Linked DNA regions of Sus scrofa: region 1 is linked to region 2. Evidence: chromatin contacts called from public Hi-C data. All regions are on one chromosome and are shown on one strand. Each heading gives the region's core, a stretch centred on a gene start, on an enhancer-like site or on the middle of the called end of the contact. The rest is flanking DNA. Distances are from core to core; before and after follow the strand shown.

Region 1 (3,771 bases), core at 806-3,305, 45 kb before region 2:
TTAAGCCTTGTAATTAAGAGGATTGGATAATCCTGTGAGTGAAGCAGGGCCCGGTCCAGCAGGGGATGTTCAGAGATCGAGAGAACAACCCTTTGGAGTGGCCTGACCGCACACGTAGGTACAGAGCTCTCTTTACACAAGGCAGAGTGTCCGGCCAGGGCAAGAATGGGATTTCCAGAGGCTGTTTCTATTGTTACTCTGGAGAAAAGCAGATTGATTTAAAGTCACAATAAATTATATGTAATCCAAGAGAATAAATAATAAAAAGGTGACATAACAGAAAGTTGATGGCTTATTAAATGATTTGTATTGATAAATAATTGGGAATTCATATTTTAGTTGGTATGAATGGTAAAGTACTATCCCAGTTTTCTGTGTTTATACAGGTAGAACCACTTCCTTTTTCCATTTAATGAACTAATCAGTGGGGGAAAAACCTTTTTTTACTTGCTGTCTCCTTTGTTCCTTTATTGTAGTGACAAGCCATAAAATAATATTTTAAGAAATAGATAACATATCAGTGACTTCTTAGGCCTTCTAGTTTGATAGTTGTTTTTAGATGATAAACATAAAATAATGATTACGGTAGTGGGAAGTATAAAGATAAGTCAAAATTTAAGAGTTCTACCTGTGGAGTTCCCTGGTGGCAAAGCGGGTTAAGGATCTAGTGCAATGGCTTGTGTCTCAGCTATGGCACAGGTTCAGTCCCTGACCTGGGACCTTCTGTATGCCGTGGGTGCAGGAAAAAAAAAAAAATTCCGTGTGTTAACTTGGTATACTTTGCAAGGTGTAGATGCCACCAATGGATCAATGGTACAGTCCCTGCAAGCAGACAGCAGAATGCTTAGAAACTGGTGGTCACACTTTTTTCCACTTAATGTTGTTAGAAAAATAGACTAAAGCTTTCTCTAATGATGGACTTGGGTTTTCAAAACCTGGTCCACAGCCTACCTGACAGCATCAGCGTCGTTTGTGATGCTTGTTAAAAATTTGCATTCCTGGTCTGCACCTGAGAACAACCGGATGCGCCCCAGGTCCCTGTAGTTGATTAAATCCTCAGGTGTAATTTACATATAATAATGTATGAGAATAACCATCTACATTGAGAATTCACATTTTGCCATATCAGATTAATGACACAGTAAAATTGACATCCAGTATTTTTACAGTTCAATATCCAAAGAATGTGGATGCTATTTGTACAGCTTTCAAAATATAACATGTAAAGAAATCTGGAAAATGAAGGGAAACTATGAAAAGATAACAATCATTCCATAACACTGCTATGGGGGGTGGCAGTGGGGGAAAAAAAAAACTAGTATTTGATGAATATTTGGGTGAATTTCCTTTCCGCACACATTCTTAGTGCTTTAAAAAGAGGAAAGGTCATGTAACACACATCTATTTTTTCACATCTTTCACTTAGGTGACAAAAAATTTTGAAAAATTAAAAACCTAGGATCTAAGATCCCTTACTTTCTGTTGACAGTTAAGTGTTAAACTAACCATTGGTGGCTTCAGCTGAGAAGCTCAAGGAATAAGATCATCCTCTGGAGGTGGAGTCGTGTGAGCAAAGGAATTTCTTGATCAGACATCGACTCCCAACCTCATCCCCAAAGGAGCTGGGCTGACCGCTGCATCTAACACCACACCCCACCAACCTGCAGCAGCAGGAGCCAGTCTCCCTTTAATGGGTTCTAGAAAACTTCGGAACCAGCTAAGACGAGGGCAGTGCCCTGGCGCTCGGCAGCTCCTTCCTCGCCCAGCTCCGCGGAGGAGGCGGTGGACAGAGGCCGGTGATGGGTGGGTTCTCCCCCAGGCTCTTCGAACGTTGAGCGGCCGAGAGCCGCGGGCACCGGCTGGGCCTGCAAATCGCCGCCCGCCCGGCAGGGGGCGCCGCGGGAGCAGCCAGGCGCCCGGGAGGGTCGCGCGAGGCCGCCCGGGGCAGCCGCCTCCCCAGCGCGCCCCTCCCCCGCCGCCCCGCTCGCCCCGGCGAGGGGAGGGGGCGGGGGCCGCGGGCGCCCGAAACGGCCCTGCGGCTCCGAGCGCCGCGCGGGAGCGGCGCGAGCTCGAGGGGGCGGGGAGGCGCGGGCGGCGGACGTGCGCGCGCCGGGCGTGGGTGTGGGTAAGAGGAGCGGGCGCGGCGGGAGCGCGGGGCAGAGGGACGCCGGCTACCCTGGACAGCGCGTCGCCGGCCGCCGAGGTCTCCGCGCCGCGGACCATGGTGAGTGGCGGCCGCGCGCTGCCACCGCGGCCGCCGCTCGCTCTTTCTTTCTCTCCGCGACCAACGCGCCGGGCGGGAAGGGGCCGAGCGGGCGGCGGCGCGGGAGCTGCGGGTTCGACCGCTGGAACCCGTCGCTGCCGGCGGGTCGGGCCGGGCCGCGTGGGCCTGGGGAGGGGGCGGCGAACGTTTGGGCGCGGGGCTCTCGGGCAGGACCGGCGCCCGCGGGTCTCGGGCACTTGGACCGAGTCGGCGGTCCCGCCGGGCACCTCGAGGCGCCGGCTCGCGTCCAGCCCCCTGTTGCATGCACGAGGCCGGCCGGCACCGGGATGCCCGCCAAACCGCCCGCTCCTCCCGCCGTGGCCATTGCCGCCCTCCCGCCTGCCTCCCGCAGCCGCGTTCCCCGCACTCGCTCCCCCCCGCCGCCCCCGCTCCCCTCGCGCGGGACCGACCCCGCCTCGGGAAATTCTGGCTGTGGGGCTCTAACGGTTGAATTCCTGCCTCCCCTGTGCTGCAATGCCGGGGGTGTGTCTGTGCGCCCCGGGTCTGCACAGTGGTGCCAGGGAGTGGGTTTCCATCTGTGTACTGGGATGGAGGGGCCGGCCTCTGCTGTGTTTTTTTCCAGCAACTCCGCTCTCTCCCGGTTTCCCAGGCTCCGACTCCGCTCTGAATTCATAACGCTTTCTGCTGGGCATTAAGCTCTGTTCCCAAAGAGAGAGGGGGGTGTGTGTGTCCCCGTGTGTCCGTCTCCCATGAGCTGCTTGAGTGTTGGCAGCAGAGCTTGGTTCTGTGACTACAAAAAAAAAAAGTGTGTGCCAAGCTCAAGGGACCAATCAGTGGTAGGCAAACCGTGAAGTCTCATTTGTCCTCAGTGGTCCATATTCTATCTTTGCTTCTCTCCTCCCTCCCATATGGTCTCCTCTCCACTTAAGGGCTTGTTAAAATATGCGAATCTGCCTTTTCCCGACTCCAGCTGACACCAATCAGTCCTAGATTTTACCCTCTCCACGCGTTCAGCACCGCTCTCTGCCTGATTATGCCTTCTCTGGCTACTCTTCCTGAAATTCCCGTGTTTCCTTCTGTGCCCAGCCTAGTTCATATTACCCTTGTCTGCCTAATTTTTTTTCTTTATTATTTAACTAGTTAGTTTACTGAGCTTACTGAACATATTCCTCGCCAGGAATATGTAAGTTTCCCCACCAGAATGTAAATTTCCCCACTATAATGTAAGTTTCGGTAGCGCAGACATGTTTGTCAGTTTTGTTCACTGCTGTATTTCTTACATAGCAGGTGCTCAATAGTTTAAAAAAAAAACAAAAAACCTCAGTAGAGCAGCAAATGAGAAACAGCGGTGCAACTACAGGGTAATTTATCCAATTAACAGTTGTGATAATGAGAACCTCAGGTGAAGCTGAGAGGAGGGATGCTCTTAGGAGGGATTCAGTTTGGTAGCCGTCTCTGATGCCTGGGTCTGTCACTTCCTGTCCTTGACTCTCTGACACCTGGGTGGACGGACACAGCATTTTTCAGGCTAACTGCCTGTGTCCTTC
Region 2 (3,728 bases), core at 75-2,574:
CGTCCTCTGCTCCCAGCCGTTCCTCCCTCCCCCGTCACTCTGACCTCAGCAGGGCCTCCGTCCACCTTGTCTGCTTCTTTCTCGTCATTTATTAAATGTCAGCTGGAATAATATGATAAAAGCCTACATCCCATTATGTGGTCCTTTAGCTTAAAGCTCAGCAGTGTCAAGTTCCCCGGTGGCTCAGGGGGTTAAGGATCCAGCATTGTCACTACTGTGGCGCTGGTTCGATCCCTGGCTTGGGAGCTTCTGCAGGCCACGGGCGCAGCCAGAAAAAACCCCGTGTCTTCCCCGTGTCCTCAGGATCTAAGCCAAGTGCCGCAGCGCAGACCACGCACCCCGGCGTGGTCCAGCCCCGGCTGCCTCTCTGACGGCCAGCGCCCCTCTCCTCGCTCTCCGGACACCTTGGGCTTCCTCGAATCTGTAAAAGTCTTTCCCGTGCTCTTCCGTCCCCACCGGGTCCCACCCCCTCCCTCGACCCTGTCATCTCCTTCTCATACAGCAGGTGTCGGCTGGATGTCACCCTCGCAGATGAGCTGTCCCTGACCGGCCGGCAGAGCCCTGCCCGCTAAAGCCAGCCTCGCCTCGCTCTCTCTCAGCCTCTGTCTGTTTCCTTCGCTCACTTTATTAATAGCTTTTTCTCCCGGGAGGGTGGCAGCCAGGACTGCTCTCTCCAGGGCGTGTTACAGTCCTAGGAACCTCTGAGGCGCCATCTGTTTTGCAAACAAGTGAATATACATTCTCAACAGCGTGTGTGGTTTCCTCGCGCCTTGCTGGGTCGCAGAGCTGGAAAATCCCCCGTTGTCTCCTCACCGTCATTGTGTGTGTGTGTGTCGGGGGGGGGGGATGAGGTTTTCCTGTTTCTCAGAATCTTGAAACAGAACACGGAGGGGATTTAGACCACGCCCCAGTTTCTGCAAGGCTCGTCGCCTGTCCCAGTGAGTGAGTGACTGTAGAGCCTTAGCGGAATGACACTCCGAGGTTGTACAAGAGCTTTGCAAATACGAGTGTTCACACTGCCTTTGGCTTTTGCTCTGTTTCCCATTGTATCTCTGTGATCACCCTGCGGGGCAGGCAGCGTGGGATGCCCGGAGCTCGCCACCTGCTGTATCCGACGTGTTCTCTGCCTGAGCCTTAGTGGGTAGCATGGAGGGCACTGGGCTTCTGGGTGACTGGCTTTCAACTTGACCTTTCCACCAGAAAGTTAACCCGCAGTGCTCCGAGCCAAGGTCACACAGAACTTTGCTGTCAGTACAATCACTGTGACCTGGAATTACACGGATTGGGGATTAGTTAAGGATAGGGTTGCAGTTGTTTGCTCAGCTTTGGTCACTTTTATGGGAGTTTCCTTTGTAGCAGGCAGCCTGTGAGGTGGACAGTCACGGCCGGGTCAGGTGACCTCCCCGGTGGCAGGGTGTCTGGCCTCCAGGCCGTGAGGCATCCTCTTCCCCTCTGAGAAAATGGTGCATGTGTAAGTTGTCTGGCAGGCCACCTGCTAAACTTAGAGGTGTCCCCAAGCCTGTGGTGACTTTATCTACGCCACGTTGGTACCATCAGGAGAGATTGTTGTGGGCACGCACGTGACTCAGACGCAGAGCTAACTTCTCAAGTCTCAAAGATGATATTACAAATACTTGTTCCCAGCTTTTTTTTTTTTTTTTTTTTTTTTGTCTTTTTAGCACCACACCTGCGGCATATGGAAATGCCCAGGCTGGGGGTCAAATCAGAGCTATATCTGCAAAAGCTACACCACAGCTCATGGCAATGTGGGATCCTTAACCCACTGAGTGGGGCCGAGGATCAAACCCGCATCCTCATGGATGTTATGTTGGGTTCTTAATCTGCTGAGCCGCAATGGGAACTCCATTTTAACCCCTTCTTATAAGGACATCGATTGCCACCCAGGGCCCACCTCATCTTAATTTGTTTACATCCTCAAAGACCTGATTTCCAAATAAGGTTAAATTCACACATACCGGGAGTTGGGAGTTGAGCACATCTTTTTGGGGGGGGGGGTAGCTCACAGTTCAACCCCTAACACCGTCACAAGAGGTAGGGTAGCCATTGAGAGCCAGTTATTTCTCTTTTTACACAGTTTTTCTCAGTCACTAGCGGGAGAATACCACCTGTAGGATGGATTTGTCTTTGACCTTGACTGGCGGTAGCATCATGGATGATTGCATGTGTCCAGACTCATCAGATTGTACACATTAAGTATGGGCAGGATTTTATGTATCAGTTACAGCTTCATAAAGTTGTTAAAAATAATATCAGGTGTTCTCGTCGTGGCTCAGTGGTTAATGAATCCAACTAAGAACCATGAGGTTGTGGGTTCAATCCCTGGCCTTGCTCAGTGGGTTAAGGATCCGGCGTTGCCGTAAGCTGTGGTATAGGTTGCAGATGCAGTTCAGATATGGCGTTGCTGTGGCTGTGGTGTAGGCCGCCGGCTACAGCTCCGAGGAGACCCCTAGCCTGGGAACCTTCATATGCCACGGGAGCGGACCTAGAAAAGGCAAAAAGACCAAAAAAAAAAAAAAAATCTCTATAGAATTAGATTGAGAATTTTAAGTAAGTTAATACACGCACAAACCTTTGTAACAATGGGTGGCACAAAATCAGTGCTCAGTAAATGTTCATTACGGTGGTATTGCAGCCATGAGAATAATGTAAATTGTGAAATGGTAATTGCGTTGTTATGCACACGGGGAGCTGTCATTACGAAAGAGCAGTGGCAGGTGGCTCCCTTCACGGGGCCGGGCCTTGACCTGGCACAAGAGGATCCGTCGGCTTAGAGGGGAATGCGAGGAAGGGGCACGTTGCACACAACCTTTTCTTTTTTTTTTTTTGAACGGAGCTTTATTTATTTCCTGAGGTTTTATTGAAGTAGAGCTGGTTGGCAAGGTTGTGATAATTCCTGCTGTGCAGCGAAGTGAGTCAGCCATGCACATACACAAATCCATCCCCTTTCAGAGTCTTTTCACTCGGCACAACCTTTTGTGGCAGATAATGATGAGCAGTTGTGCGAAGGGTAATGTCGTGGGTGGGTGGCACAGATGCCCCTTTCTTACCTTTTCATCTCCGTCACAAATGGGCAAAGCGGACAGAGGAAGTGGCTGTCCAGAGCCTGAGCAGACACCTTCCTCGAGGAAACGGCGCCCTGCGGGGGCGGAGGGGGGTGAAGAGGCGGGGGGTGGGGGGGACGGGGCTGGGGGAGCAGAACGTGGGCAGGGACTGTGTGGGTGGCCGGGGGGACCAGGAGCAGGGAGGAACCAGCTCCTGCAGCTCTGTTTACAGAGCTCAGAAACAGCAGCATTCTGGGCCAAATCGTTTTCTCTGTAGACAACAACAAAAAGGAGCAGAACAGAGAACAAAAATCATTTTGTGCCCAAGTTATTTTCTTTATTTTCATTGTTATTATCTTTGGTCACACTTGCCCCATGCAGAAGTTCCTAGGCCAAGGATTGAATCCACGCCACAGCAGCGACCCACCCCCCAGCAGTGACAGCACCAGATCCTTAACCTGCTGAGCCACCAGGGAACTCCCCAAGTTATTTTTGAATTAGTAACTATAGTATAGGTCTACTGTGTGTGTTTCATTTAGGTTTTAAATCTTCACTCTCCAGAGTAAGGGGCACTTGTGTCCAGGTTCTGGCCTCATGACAGTTTCTTTTTGGTCTGTGATCAGGTTTGGGTCCTTGGTTTGATTTTTCTGCTTTCAGTTCTGAATC

What was found. Hi-C and Micro-C count contacts between places; a contact is called where the count stands out from the background.
Region 1: a Hi-C map of liver shows a contact between it and region 2, with 1.9 times the contacts expected there. The contact joins the promoter of ELOVL2 here to the enhancer-like site in region 2. A contact is called at or near these places in 6 of 47 Hi-C or Micro-C datasets (brain, fetal liver, liver and 1 more).

What each region holds. Positions count from the first base shown.
Region 1 is chr7:7,730,637-7,734,407 of Sscrofa11.1, reverse strand. It overlaps ELOVL2 (elongation of very long chain fatty acids protein 2), which reads left to right and starts at 2,055. Exons shown (of 8, transcript XM_021100180.1): 1 at 2,055-2,224. The coding sequence starts at 2,222.
Region 2 is chr7:7,685,172-7,688,899 of Sscrofa11.1, reverse strand. All of the region lies in intron 2 of ELOVL2 (elongation of very long chain fatty acids protein 2), which reads left to right. Among named protein-coding and RNA genes, the nearest start is that of ELOVL2, 45 kb to the left of the region's middle. Within about 2 kb of position 1,324, at least 3 of the 83 cell types and tissues checked have an H3K27ac peak or open chromatin away from gene starts, as enhancers often do. A contact at or near this core is called in fetal liver and liver, where this site is marked.